Linked DNA regions of Mus musculus: all the other regions are linked to region 1. Evidence: chromatin contacts called from public ChIA-PET and HiChIP or PLAC-seq data. All regions are on one chromosome and are shown on one strand. Each heading gives the region's core, a stretch centred on a gene start, on an enhancer-like site or on the middle of the called end of the contact. The rest is flanking DNA. Distances are from core to core; before and after follow the strand shown.

What was found. ChIA-PET counts read pairs in DNA pulled down with a chosen protein or histone mark. HiChIP or PLAC-seq counts read pairs in DNA pulled down with a chosen protein or histone mark.
Region 2: an RNA polymerase II ChIA-PET map of memory CD8 T cells shows a contact between it and region 1, with 8 read pairs. The contact joins two enhancer-like sites. A contact is called at or near these places in 1 of 484 Hi-C or Micro-C datasets (nephron progenitors), 3 of 115 datasets of contacts at active chromatin or transcription factors (embryonic fibroblasts, embryonic stem cells and memory CD8 T cells) and 1 of 9 other capture datasets (embryonic stem cells).
Region 3: a contact with region 1 is called in an H3K27ac HiChIP or PLAC-seq map of large pre-B cells, with 4 times the contacts expected there. The contact joins two enhancer-like sites. A contact is called at or near these places in 2 of 115 datasets of contacts at active chromatin or transcription factors (large pre-B cells and memory CD8 T cells) and 1 of 9 other capture datasets (embryonic stem cells).

Annotation. Positions count from the first base shown.
Region 1 is chr17:44,652,280-44,656,368 of GRCm38.p6, reverse strand. All of the region lies in intron 4 of Runx2 (runt related transcription factor 2), which reads left to right. Among named protein-coding and RNA genes, the nearest start is that of Runx2, 82 kb to the left of the region's middle. Within about 2 kb of position 1,813, at least 94 of the 459 cell types and tissues checked have an H3K27ac peak or open chromatin away from gene starts, as enhancers often do. A contact at or near this core is called in memory CD8 T cells, where this site is marked.
Region 2 is chr17:45,215,552-45,219,871 of GRCm38.p6, reverse strand. No RefSeq gene overlaps it. Among named protein-coding and RNA genes, the nearest start is that of Gm41582, 46 kb to the left of the region's middle. Within about 2 kb of position 2,576, at least 23 of the 459 cell types and tissues checked have an H3K27ac peak or open chromatin away from gene starts, as enhancers often do. A contact at or near this core is called in memory CD8 T cells, where this site is marked.
Region 3 is chr17:45,292,718-45,297,153 of GRCm38.p6, reverse strand. No RefSeq gene overlaps it. Among named protein-coding and RNA genes, the nearest start is that of Gm35204, 3.1 kb to the left of the region's middle. Within about 2 kb of position 2,628, at least 18 of the 459 cell types and tissues checked have an H3K27ac peak or open chromatin away from gene starts, as enhancers often do.

The DNA.
Region 1 (4,089 bases), core at 564-3,063:
AGTAAGCTTCTGAGAAAGCAGGGACTTATGGGGGGGCAGAGCATCTGCGAAGATCAGGAGTTTGACCTCCCCTTCTGCAGAATAGGTTCACCTCCAGTTGGCAGCAGTATCTCTCCACTACCATCCCTCTTGAGAGGGTCAGGAAGGTTGAGCTCCTTGCTCGCAGTTGCTTGGCATGTTAGAAGCAGCAGGACAGCTAATATTCCCTGGGTCCATTTCTTAAAATGAAATTATGGCATTCCACAGGTATTGATAGCATCCTAGAAGTCTGTCTTATAAGATACTGGTCCTTCACATGGGGGGCTTTGGTATTGGTGGGCCAATTAAGGATCAGTTGTTTTCACAGTTTTCTTCATTGTCCTCTTTTGGTCATGATAGCTTTTTCTCCAGCCTCCCAAAGCAAAGGTGTACAGGTGTATCTGGACATGCTCTGCTCTTGGTTGTGTGGATGTTCTTTAAATGTCCTCATGTTGTTGCGAGGATGCGGGGACAAAGATGCCTGCAAGTAGTAAAGGGTATGCCGAGTCTTTGAAACTAGACAAGCAGGAAATCCAGGAACACCCAGGACAGTAGCTACATCATGGGTGAATCTCAGGATTCACCTTCTTGTTTATTTACTAAGTGTGCTTTTGATCCCAGCACATGCAGAGAGCCCATCTTTGGCAGGGCAGAGAGCAGGGAAAAGTGCTTTTCTTCATCTACTCTAGCCAAAGAGGCTCATTTGGATCTTGGCCCTCACGCACCATGCTTTTCATAGTAGTCAGTCTACTGAGGAGGTGGAATTCCTCCCCAGATCTCTTCATTATCTTCCTGGGAAGAGCCTTTCTCCAAAAGCTCCTTTCCATTCTCTGAGCATTTGTGGGAATGCCACTGTTTCTCAGCTTCTGTGTATCTGTTTTTCTCCATTGGCTGGTGTGGACTTCTCTGAAGCAAAGAGTCTCACTAAATGTAGACTTGATGAGAATCCAATAGAGAAGAAATAGGTGCAAAAACAGCAGAACTGTATCATGATTTTCTTGTTAGCATGGACCGTGCTTTCTAATTTCTTATCCAGGCCATTCTTGTTTCCTGAAAGTGAACTATGGCAGAAACCACATTTCTATATAATTCTCTGCTGTTAAACCAGTTGGTTTCATACTAGAAGGAGCTGCAGAACTCACATTCTTGAGACTTGCCTAGAGTGGTAACTTCTTGGCATTTCCTATCGGCATTCTAGTTCATGTAATTCTCTGTTCAAGGATGTTTGTCACAGAGCCTGATTCTCTCTTGTTAGCTTGGTTCTCTTGAGGTGTTTACCCCCTCACAGCACACAGTGGTCATGGTTGTATGCGCATCTGAAGTTCTTCGTCTTGCCCAACATCAAAGGCAGATGACTTCTTCAGAGTCCCAGCACAGCAAAATGAAGTTCAAGGAAATAGTTAGTGCTTAGTGGTTCATAATTAGCCTTTTCTAATGTCTCTTGCAGTTCCTAGGGCCAAAGGTTCCAGCCATATGGTGGGCTGGCTTCTCTGCTGTGCCAGGCCGGTGGTGCCGCTCTGTTGATGTCTTTGATGGCTCATGTTCTTTCTGCCTGAGGGACCAGGGCCTCCCCACAGCTTCCTGAGGAAGTTGCCTCCTCCCCAACTCTTTTTTATCATTCTGACATCTGCTGCCTGTCTCTTGGCACCAGGAAACACCTAGCCTGTTGCAAATGCCAACCCCCTTTGACTCAGCATGTGGCAATGGTTTTGGAGGTTGAAGATGCCATGCTAGGAGGCGCTTCTCATGACAGCTGCCACTGTAAATTCTCTGTATGACACAGTTGTACGTAAAAGTAATTCTGGTGATTCATGCCCTTGGGCTCTGTGGGATGGAATTTTGATCTCATCACTGGAAGGACAGTATATACTGATATTTTTCTCTTAATCATTTATGCAGGAAGTCAATTGAGGCTTAATGTTTTGCTAGGCACTGTTGTAAGTGAATCAAATAGATGCAGTTTTTGCAATGGCTTTTATGAAATTTTGAAAATGCAGTGTTTTATATCTGCAGTCTACTTCATGTAATCTTCTGTGCAAATATGTTTTTATAAGAGGGCCTGGTCCTCTCTCATTAGCTTACATTTCAGTGACATTTACAGCCAATAAAGGAGTAGAACGAGTACACATGACATCGTTTCAAAATAAGTGTCCAGGAGCAGAAAATGAAGCACTTAGTACAGAGAGCAACTTAGGAGGAAGGGAAGCAACTAATTTCGATTGTAAAGTTGGGGAAGGAATCTTTGGAGACAGGCCTGTGAGGAGCAGCACGTAAGCAGTGGGAGGACTCATGCAGGTGGGAGGACTCTTGAGAATGAGCAGACTCAGAAAAGCAGGCCGTGGCAAAGCTATGGAGGACCTCAGAGGATGGGGCCACTGAAGGATAGGAACCAAGGGATGGGTGTTCTCTAATCACCGACATGTTTACATGCCACCTTCGGGTGCTCTGTATAGGGTGCATGCATCCCATGGGCCAACGGTAGAAGCAGGCTTATGGTCAAGGTGCTGCTCCAGGGGCTGATCTAATGACACTACAGGGAGTGTAGAACTTGGAGCTTTTTTACCTGGGCAGCTGGAGAACAGGGATATCATTTTATGGTGTGGGGGAAGACTTGGAGAAGGGTATGAGTTGTTAGTTAAATACTAAATGAAAATTAATTTTCCATGAATGTAGATGCTGGAAGTATTTAGGATAGTGTTTGTTTGTTTCTGGTATGACTTCCATTTTCAGTAGACCCTCAGGCAGGACTAGATTCTTGGGTATCTACTAGATGGGCCATTGTATCCTTTACAGTGGCTTTCTCCTCGTGGAATGTGCGTGCCGCTCATCTGACAGTTCACTCACAGTCTCTTTAGTAATATGCCACCATATCCCTACTTTTTCCTGGCATATCCTTCTGTTTATTGTTTTCCCCCAGACATTCTTTTTTCCAGACTTGGGCCAATTGCCATGCCTCTGCCAGGCCTCTTCTGGTCCACTCACTGAGTCAGGCTCCCTTGCCACCTTGTGCAACACTCCATTACATCACGTTCCATGTGGGGACAACGACTTGACCACACATTGTCTCTTGCATCAGATTTTCCATTTTTCAAACTCTGAGGCCATGTTATATTCATCGTTGTGTCCCTATTGTCTTCAGTAATGCCTAGGGCTTGGTGATAAATGAATAAATAGGTCATTGATTTCTTCAGGAAGTATGATGGAATATTATCCTGGACTTAGTCTTTGTAGTTTCTATTTGATTGGATTCTTATTAGCTATCATTTATTGTTGCATATCACGAGCCAGGCACTGTTCCAATGAGGTTAAGTCACAATCCTTCACAATGGGGCTTTTAGGTAGGCAGTATTGTTGTGGCAACCGAGGGCCAGAAAAATAAAGTAGCTCTCCCAGGATCCTACGTACAACTCCTGACTATTAAATAAAAGATTTAAGAAACATCCGCATAGTTCCAGGGCCAAATTGAATACTGTCCTGTGTGCTAGAGAAGACACACTTCTTAAAGGGCTACTTCTGGAGTTTCTGATCTGTACTTTAAAGTGTTTATTGATGCCTTAAGATGTTCTGCAAATAGATGTAGGTGGCTGAAGTCGACTCCATTGTTACAGTCGTTGTTTCTGAGTGTCAAATTTTTAGGAGGCAGCCACCTGTACCTCTATCAGGTTGAACATGTCATTAACCATCGAAGTGAACACGTGTCATGTGTGACCACTTCCATTTTCTGCTTTCCACTGGGTATTATTTAGGAACCCCAGGGAAGATGGTCTCCTAAAAGAGATACATGAGGAGTATCTAGCTCATACTTTAGTATGCAGCAAAATCATTGTTAATGATTAAAGTGTAGTTCTATAAAGCATGTGTTTATAACAATAATTTTAAAAATCATAACTAGGTGGAATGATTTACCAGATAGTCCAAGGCCATATAAATTGCACGAGCAGTTACCTCGATAAGGGTTAGGTCATCATCCTCCACTTCAATCTGATTCTGTAGTCCCTCGGGGGGAATAAAGCTCCTTTAGAAACTAAGAGGATCTCTAGCCAACTATGCTAGTGGGATTAACCTATGCAC
Region 2 (4,320 bases), core at 1,327-3,826, 560 kb before region 1:
TGTGTGTTGAAAGGCCTGGGCACAGAGCTGCTGGCAGGAGCTCCTCGCCTCCAGAGCCCTCTGTGAGGAAGCAATGGATGCCAGTTTAATGGAGGTGTATATTGCAGGAACACGCACAACCCTAACTATGACACACGATACTACCCGAATACTACAGAAGGGCTATGCTCCTCCATTGTGTCACCTCAACAGGTGGCATATTCTGTTTAAGACAGAGACTATCACCGATTTCAATCCCAGTTTCAGGGGTGGGGGATGGGGGTGGGTATGATATGTCTGATAAGTGGAAGCCACAAGGGAACATTAGCATACTATCCCATACACTCAGGGTCATGTGGACAAGAGACCAGCATGTGGTGAGACGGGAGGCAGAGGGAGGTACTCTCGGGGATGGTGAGGAAAGACATCCAGGACCTTCCGGAACACACAGCTTTGACCCTTCTCCCTCAGGCCACTGTGTTCTTAACTTAGCAGAGTGAAGCCGACCTCAAGTCTGCAACCAAGGACAGACTCACATTTGAAGCGAAGGTGTGGGCAGCTCTACATGGCCTTGCTCACAGGAGAATACAACCGGAATGCACTCCTATCGAGGAGAAGGAGACAGGGCCTGCAGAAGCAGAAAGCAGCCTTCATCCTTCCAGAGACTGCTCAGGAAAGAGCTGAGACCAACCCAGTCCCTTCCAAGTAAGAAGGAAGGAGGGAGAGAGGGAGACAGCCCACTTCCCAGATCACGGGCGTCTTCTGCCAGACTCAGTCTGACCCAAACTTTCACATCTTTCTTCTTCACCTAGTACATGTACGCATTTGTGTTCAAATGTATCGATGCGTGTTGCTGTGTCTGCACATGTGTGTATGTATATGAGCACTGATATTTGTGCATATATGTGTGTGTATATGTACACATGTGCTGCACCTGTGTCCTGTCAGGACTTGGTAGAGACAGTTGAAGCCGGGAAAGTAAACAAGGCTCTGATTTGGATGGCATGGGCTCTAAGCCCCTTCCTGTACACTGGGCCAGTTATCTAGTTGTGGTGGTGGGGAAATGCCAGAGGCCTATATGGAGCATGGTTGGCCCGCAGCTCCTTGGGGTTGCTCACTTCCAAGGACCTTTTGATCTTGCTGACGCTGACACAAAACCCCAGGATTCAGTTCTGGAGCTTTGATCTGCATAATAGAATCAGGCAGGGGGAGACTGACATATATGGAAAGCCTTTTGGGCTGCCTTGGTCGGGCTCAGGGATAAGGAGAGCACAGACTTGGATATCTCACAAGGGAGAATTCTGGAAAACTCGGGAAATAAAAGCTATAGGGAGAGATTATCGCTGAATTCCTGTCATTGTTTTATTGGCTTCTCTGGAGGGACAGACGGTGACTAAGACAAGATTGCCATGGGATGTGACGGTTTGACTTGGCTGCAGAGGTGCGGTTTCTAATTGGGCCTGAATGAATGAAGCTCAAGGTTCCAAGTGGGATTTATTTTTTTCCTAACACTGGTTTGTTGTTGTTGTTTGTTGTTGCTGCTGTTTTATTTTCTTCCCCAAAACTTGTTAGCAAGAGTCTGGCAGAGGACGCCCATGATCTAGGGAAGTGGGCTGTCTCTCTCTCCCTCCTTCCTTCTTACTTGGAAGGAACTGGGTTGATCTCAGCTCTTTCCTGAGCAGTCTATTGAAGGATGAGGGCTGCTTTCTGCTTCTGCAGGCTCTGTCTCCTCAATAGGAGTGCATTCCAGTTGTATTCTCCTGTGAGCAAGGCTACGTAGAGCTGCCCACATCTTCGATTCAAATGTGAGTCTGTCCTTGGTTGCTGACATGAGATCGGCTTCACTCTGAAGTTGGCATTACAAGAGTGTGCCAACACACCCAGCTCCTTTATCATTCTAATCTTTTTTTTAAAGACAATCTCAAACAGTTCAGGCTGGCCTTGAACTCTTGAATCTCTACCTCCCTAGTGTTGGGCTTATAGACACACATCACCATGACCCTCCCCACTTTGTTAGCCTCAGTGAGTCTATTGTATGAACACTGGGCTGGGCAGTTTCCTCCCTTGGGCAAGTTCTAGAACTTAGATTTGCATTTGGCGCAAATGTGTCTTTATCCCAGTCTAAGGTAGCGCAGCTTTCTGCCATCAATGGAGAAGGCCCATGTTCTCACATTTCCCAGAACATTTGTGCAAAAACCATACCAGACAAACCTGGGAAGTCTGGTGCAGTGACTCATGGTTCTGGTCAGATGGAGGGTGCATGGGCTGACACCCCAGGAGGGGGACCTGGACCATGCATGGACTTGGCAGCTCCCTACCAGGGCAGGAAAGGAAAAATGTGGGGTGAAAGCCTCAGTCAGGAAAGAGAAAAGCATAGGATGAGTAGAAAGCGGCCCAGGCAGATCCAGGCTGAGGCCTTGTGCCATTGATGACAGGATGTTGTGTGCATGGGATGTGGCTAACCAGTGCCTGCTCTCAGTGGTCACTGAGCCCCATGCCACTGGCTGCTCTTGACCCCCTCTCAGACTCCATGGTCTCCTTGAGAGGTGCTCAAACCCCGAGGAGGCTGAGTCGGCAGGGCCAGGAAGTACTGAGAAACCCTTGGGGGAAATCCAAAGCCCAGATCTTCTTATTCTGAGAACCTCCCACCACCGGAAGGAAGAGGAGACCACGAAACTCAGCATTTCCAGCCCTTATTCCCATCCACTGGGTGGTTGGACAGCCAGGGTTGGTGAGTCTGCAGCTATATTTACCCTCAGATTTCTGGGATGGCTGACTTATGGGACACTATAGTCAACTCAGTTCCCTCTGTAGCAATCACCAGGAAGCTAAGCCACAAGTGTGCTCTCCTCACACTCAACACCACCCCCAACACACCAGCCCCCCAGCGACAAAGCTCCTAAGCCAGCTCCAGGAAGTGTCTCCCTGGGGCTTTCTAGGGTCAGTCCGGACGCCCATCTTAGTAGCCACCACCTATGGAAGGGCACCAAAGAGCAGGGCTCCTGTGTTGCTTCTTCCCCATGCCTCTGAGTTGCCTGTCCCTGTGGTCTGTGGTAAATTCGGTTCAGAGCAGTGTTACACAGCCACAAAGGCCTACTTTGTTGAAGGCTGCCTTGCCCAGTACTGTTTGGTGAACATCAAAACTCAACACTTCTACCTGGGCACCTCCAGGGACCCATCCTTGTATTTTTCCGTCTACTTACAGTGTTCCTTCAGAGGGCTCAGAATCTGTGTGTTGCCAACAACATGATCCCTTATAGTGCGGGGAGGGAGTTAGTGTTGGGGAAAGTTTAATTCACGATAGGCTTTTTTTTCCTCCTTCTGCCTGTGTCGAACAATCCTGTGAGATTCACAGCTCTGCTCCAGACTGCTGTGAAGGGTGTAGAGGGATGTTAAAACATGGCAGAACCCTGGGACCAGAGAGATAGCACAGAAGACCTGAGTTTGGTTGCAAGTGCCCACTTTAGGCAGCTCACGGTCACCTGTAACGCTAGCTCCAGGGGATCCAACATGTCTGGCTTCCACAGGCACAGGCAAGTATTTAAATATAAAATAAATCTTTTTTTAAAAAATGCTGAAAATTACTAGTAGCTTCTTTCGTGGGTGGCGAAGGGCTCTGCATTTGTCCGGGCTGTGGGGAATGAAGCCTTGCTTGGTAATGACAGGAATGATTACTGTACAAAGAGAATCCTGTTTACAGGCCAGAGGCTAGCCCACTAGGTACCCTTTTCCCAACCAAGAGGGCTTCCCTTTGCATGGTGACCAATATACCCTCAACGGAAAGCAACTGTCTCTCCAGGCCACCATTTTCTTTTCTAGATAAAATGTTTGCAACACTCCTGAATACCACTAACCCAGAAGCCCCAACCCCACCCCCATTAAGACTGCCCTCAGAAAATTAACTGGGATCAAGAAGGATTCGGTTGTGAGTCGGATGCTAAATCTGCCTGGCTCATGGGGCTCAGAAGTTGGCCCACAGCCCTGGATTCACAGGCTGGGGCTTCCGGTGACCGTTCATCCGGGATTTGTAGCTACAGGTACTGAGGGAGCGGTGACTCACACACAGCTGAGGAAGCAGGGCCAGCCACAGGTAAGGGCACCGCCTGGATCAGGGTGCCCAGAGTGGGAGTGGCAGGGGGTGAGGTGAGGCAGGAAGAAGAGACAGAAAAAGAAAGTTACAAAATTAATAAACTCAAGGCCCACTATTTTCATCCTGCAACAGTCAAATATTAGACCCTGTCCCAAAATAGCTCCCTTTGTGCTGGCTCCAAGAAACACGAAGCAAGAGGGAGCCGAGCACAAGGCCCCATTCATGAGAGCCCTGCGGATGCTAGCGGGTTC
Region 3 (4,436 bases), core at 1,379-3,878, 640 kb before region 1:
CATTGTCAATATCCCTCTCCCTGGAGGCCGATTCTTACCATCCGGGAACAGAAAGCTGCTCTGTGTCTAGGCTGTGTCTGTGTCAGAAAGCCTCTTCGACCTGCAGACCCCAGTAACCCTGGAGACCATAAGGTCTTGATGGCTTTATTGATGGACGGAGCCTGTTGCTTCAGTTAGAAGCAAGCCTTTGAGATGAAAGGGAAGCTGCTGCCACAAACACCCTAGATTGAGACCTGCCTCATCCTTGCCCTGCAGATGTATCCTTTCCCTCTCATGAGCACTCTGGGGAACAGGCCCCATTCTTCCCCATGGTTTGCCTATTTCTGTATTGCATTGCTTACCTCTACCTACTGATCTGTTAAAACCCTTTATCTATCAGAAAGACTTGCTTTTATTATTATTTTTTAATCAAGAGTTGAGCTACAGTGGAAATCATTGCTATTTTGATATATTTAGTTAGTTTATAGAAATACTTTTCTTTGGTCTGGAAAGATGACCAGGTGGTTAATAATACTTGTTGCTCTTCCAGAGAACCCAAGTTAGCTTCCCAGCACCTTCTGCCACACAATCACCTAAATCTGGGGAGTAGTCTGTTGCCCTCTTCTGGCCTCTATAGGTACTACACTCATTTGTGCATAAATGAAAACATGGAAAATTAGAAACAAAACAAAACTTTCCAAAGAATGCTTTTTGATATTTCGGGGTTTCTTTTTTGGGGTGTCTGCCATGCATAAAAAATTTTGATTTTCCACACATTAAAATCATCTGTTTTGATAATCTGGATATTCCTCTGGACTTAGAGTCTCTCTCTCTCTCTCTCTCTCTCTCTCTCTCTCTCTCTCTCTCTCTCTCTCTCTCTCTCCCCCTCTCTCCCTCTCTCCCTCTCTCCCTCTCTCTCCTTTCCTCTCCTTTCCTCCCTTTCCACCTCCCCCCTCTGTGTATGTGTGTGTACTTGTATGGAAGTCAGAGACTCATGCTTGCTTTAGGGTGTCTTTCTCAGTTTCTTCTCCACTTTCTTTCAAGGCAGAGTCTCTCACTAACCCTGGAGTTCATGACTCAGCAAACCGCAGGGATCCTCCTGCCTGCTGTCTCTGCCTCCCCAGTGCTGGGATCTCAGGTGCCAGCTGCTCTTCCTGGATTTTTACATAGGTGCTGAAGGCCCAACTTTGTGTCTGTGTGGCAGACCCGCTCAGCTGGGCCACCCTCAGCCCATAAGGTTGTAAAAAGTTTCCCTTCCTCCCTCCTCCCTCTCTCGTCCTCCCCCTCCCTCCCTCTTCTTCTCTCCTTTCCCCTCCCTCCTTCCCCTCTCTCCCTCCTCCCCCTCCCTCCTTTTCTCTCTCTCCTTCTCTCTCTCTCCTCCCTTCCCTCCTTCTCCCAACCTCTTCCCCATCCCTCCTCCTTTTCCTTCTCTCCTTCTCCCTCCCTTCTCACCACTCTCCCCCCTCCTTTCTTTAACACTTTAACAGTTTTATCTCCCTCTTTGATGGTTGTTGAGTTTTCTAATTGAGTCCATGTTACTTTCAGCCAGGTTGCTGACAGGATGCAGACCTGGGATTTTTTTCATATAGTTGAAAATTTTGATGATATTAATTTATTTCTCAAATCCCATGTTTTCTCCATTATTTCAAACTGACATTGGCTATAATAGGTACAAAATTTCTGTTAGATTTCAAACTCTTAATATCAAAGACGAACTGACTAGGGCCGAGGAGAGAGGAAGGAAAAGCCAGTGGCGAGGGGTCAGGGGGTAAAAGCAGACTATAGTGCGTGAGTGGACATGCCACATCGAAAACACTCACTTTGTACAATTAACATGTCCTAAAGATATTTAAAGCAATACAAATAATTTTCCTGTTTTGAGCCAGGGTCTCATGTACCACAGGATAGCCTTGAACTTACTAAGTAGCTGAGGATAACCCTGAACTCCTCATCCTCCTGTCTCAGCATCCCTAAAGGTTGAATAACCCTGGCTTTTAAATCCATGACTTGAAAAACCGCTTACTTACATCCTGCGGACCACTTCTGTGCCCCCCCCCCCCCACCGTGTGCCATCTGCTAATCTATTTATATCCCAGTCTACAGCCTCAGAACAACAAGCAGCTGTGGGTGTCAGGTGGGGCAGGACGATGGGACCCTCATTTCTCCCTTTTCTGGAGTTGTCTGGATTTTTCAATGTGGAATTTACAATCAGATAACAGTACACACACACACACACACACACACACACACACACACACACACACTGGCTTTTTATTGGAATTTCACTTATTTCAAACACTCCCCCATCGCACAATTCTGTGACCTTGACTGTTCCCCTGCCACTCCATCGGTTCAAGTCCTGGTCCCTCCAACGCCCCCATCTCCTTCTGAGCCAAGGTTCAGTCATATCAACCTCATGTGGCCTTAAGATGGACTGTCACCAACACCCAGAAAGGGGTTTTGGAGGCAGAGAGAGAGAGAGAGGGAGAGAGAGAGAGAGAGAGAGAGAGAACTACATCTGAATACCAAGAACCGAAAGTCAGCAACTTTGGTCAAAGATAGAATAGAAGAGGCCCGTATGAAGGGCTGTGGGCTGTGGGGAGATCTGAGGGCAGGCAGGGGAAGAGAAACTTCGAGGAGTGGCCAGGGAGGAGAAGAAAGTGGGACCTCCAGATAGGAGCCTGGTCCCGAGCCGTGGGAGCAGGTGCACCAGCCACAGGAGGGCACAGCGGTGGTGGGCGTGGGGGGGCACAGCGGAAGGCAGATTTCTCTTCCTGCAGGATCTCCACTCACTGCAGTCTTTAGCCAACTCAGTGGAGGGCAATGTCCTCAGCTTCAAAATCACATTTTACTGAGATAAATGGCATGCATTGAGAAATGCCAAAGCACACACGTTCCTTGTTTGCACCACCATCTGAGATGCTGTTCCAAGTTCCCCTTGCATCTCTAGAGGTTGCCAGTGTCCTGATGTTGTTGTTGTTGTTTTTAAATCAAAATATGATTACTATTATAATATGGAAAAAAGACCTTAGAAAATTCAAGGTTAGGGATGAAATGTACTGAAAAGGGGATTAGAACCCAGGCCAAGATGGGACACTGTGGGAGAATCAGGAGTGGGAACATCTTACAGGCCTGTCGAGGAGGAACAAGGTCCCAAAATGCCTCCATCTTCATGAGGGACCTTAGCTACCCAACTCAGAGGAAACAGCCTGAGGCCAGCCCCATGGCGGTTGGGGTGACTAGTTCCAATACTTGGTGACCCCATGCAGATCACTGTAGCTCTTTACTTAATGTAGCCCAAGATGGCTACCTGGATGCAGTACACAGGACCTTGGCTGGGCAGGAAAGCCCAGCTAGTCTGCAGATTCCAAGACACTGTGAAGGTTTCTGTAATTCTCTGGGGCCTTCTGGTTTCTCTCATGGGTTTCTTCCTGCACGTATTGCTTCACTTGCTCAAGGCCCAAGAGAACCTCTGTCACTACTGTGGAACATTTTGGTCATAACTCTGACCTCTGTATCTTAGCCCTGTGCCAAGGGAAGAGAACGACCTTTTTCTCTGTGGAAATTAAGTGTGATGGTGAACATACATGATATACATACATACATACACACACACACACACACACACACACATATATATGCATATATGATATACGTGTATACATATATACATACACACATACATATATGTGTAGGACATCCATATGCATATGTATATACCTACATACACACACACACACACGCACACACATGCACGCACAAACACACGCGCATGCGTACACACGCACATGCACATAGCCTTTCTTCCTGGAAAGGTTGGAGAGATGCAACAAGGTTCAGGAAGGTCCTTGAATTTAGGGGAATCAGCTCCCAGATGAGCTGAGGTGTTCTAGTGCCAGGGTGCAGGGTGATGGTCAACGGTCCTGGGAGGCAGGACTTTGGGACGCTGGTGTAGGAGGCAATGCCTAGTCTTGGCAGTGTCTACTCGAGGCAGGGAGGTGGAGTCCTTGGATGTATTTGCAGCCAGGCAAGTGGTGACCACATGGTACTTGCTGAGCAGCTGCTGAGCTGCAGTCCCCTAATTAGAGAGGGCAAGTCCTGTTTGAAGCCTCAAACTCAGGCTCAGGTTCTAATCAGCGTTTGCATTCCAGCACATCTGGCAAAAATGAAAACAGCTGTGAGGATGGCAAGATGCAGGGGACAGGAGAATCTGTCCTTGCTTGTCAGCGTCCAGCAGATACCGAGCTCTTCACGTTGAGTTTTCTTTGTCTCCCTTCCTTTTAGGCTTTCCAAGGAACATGGTGCCTCTAAGCAGGCATGTGCTTTGACCCCCAAAAGACACCCTTTGCGTCACTGACAGTCCCTTTGTATTGGGCTACTGTCTGTCATTTCTGATGGGCTGGCTGGTGGGAACTGTCCCACAGACTCCAGCCCCAGGGCTGACAGTAGGTCTGTCT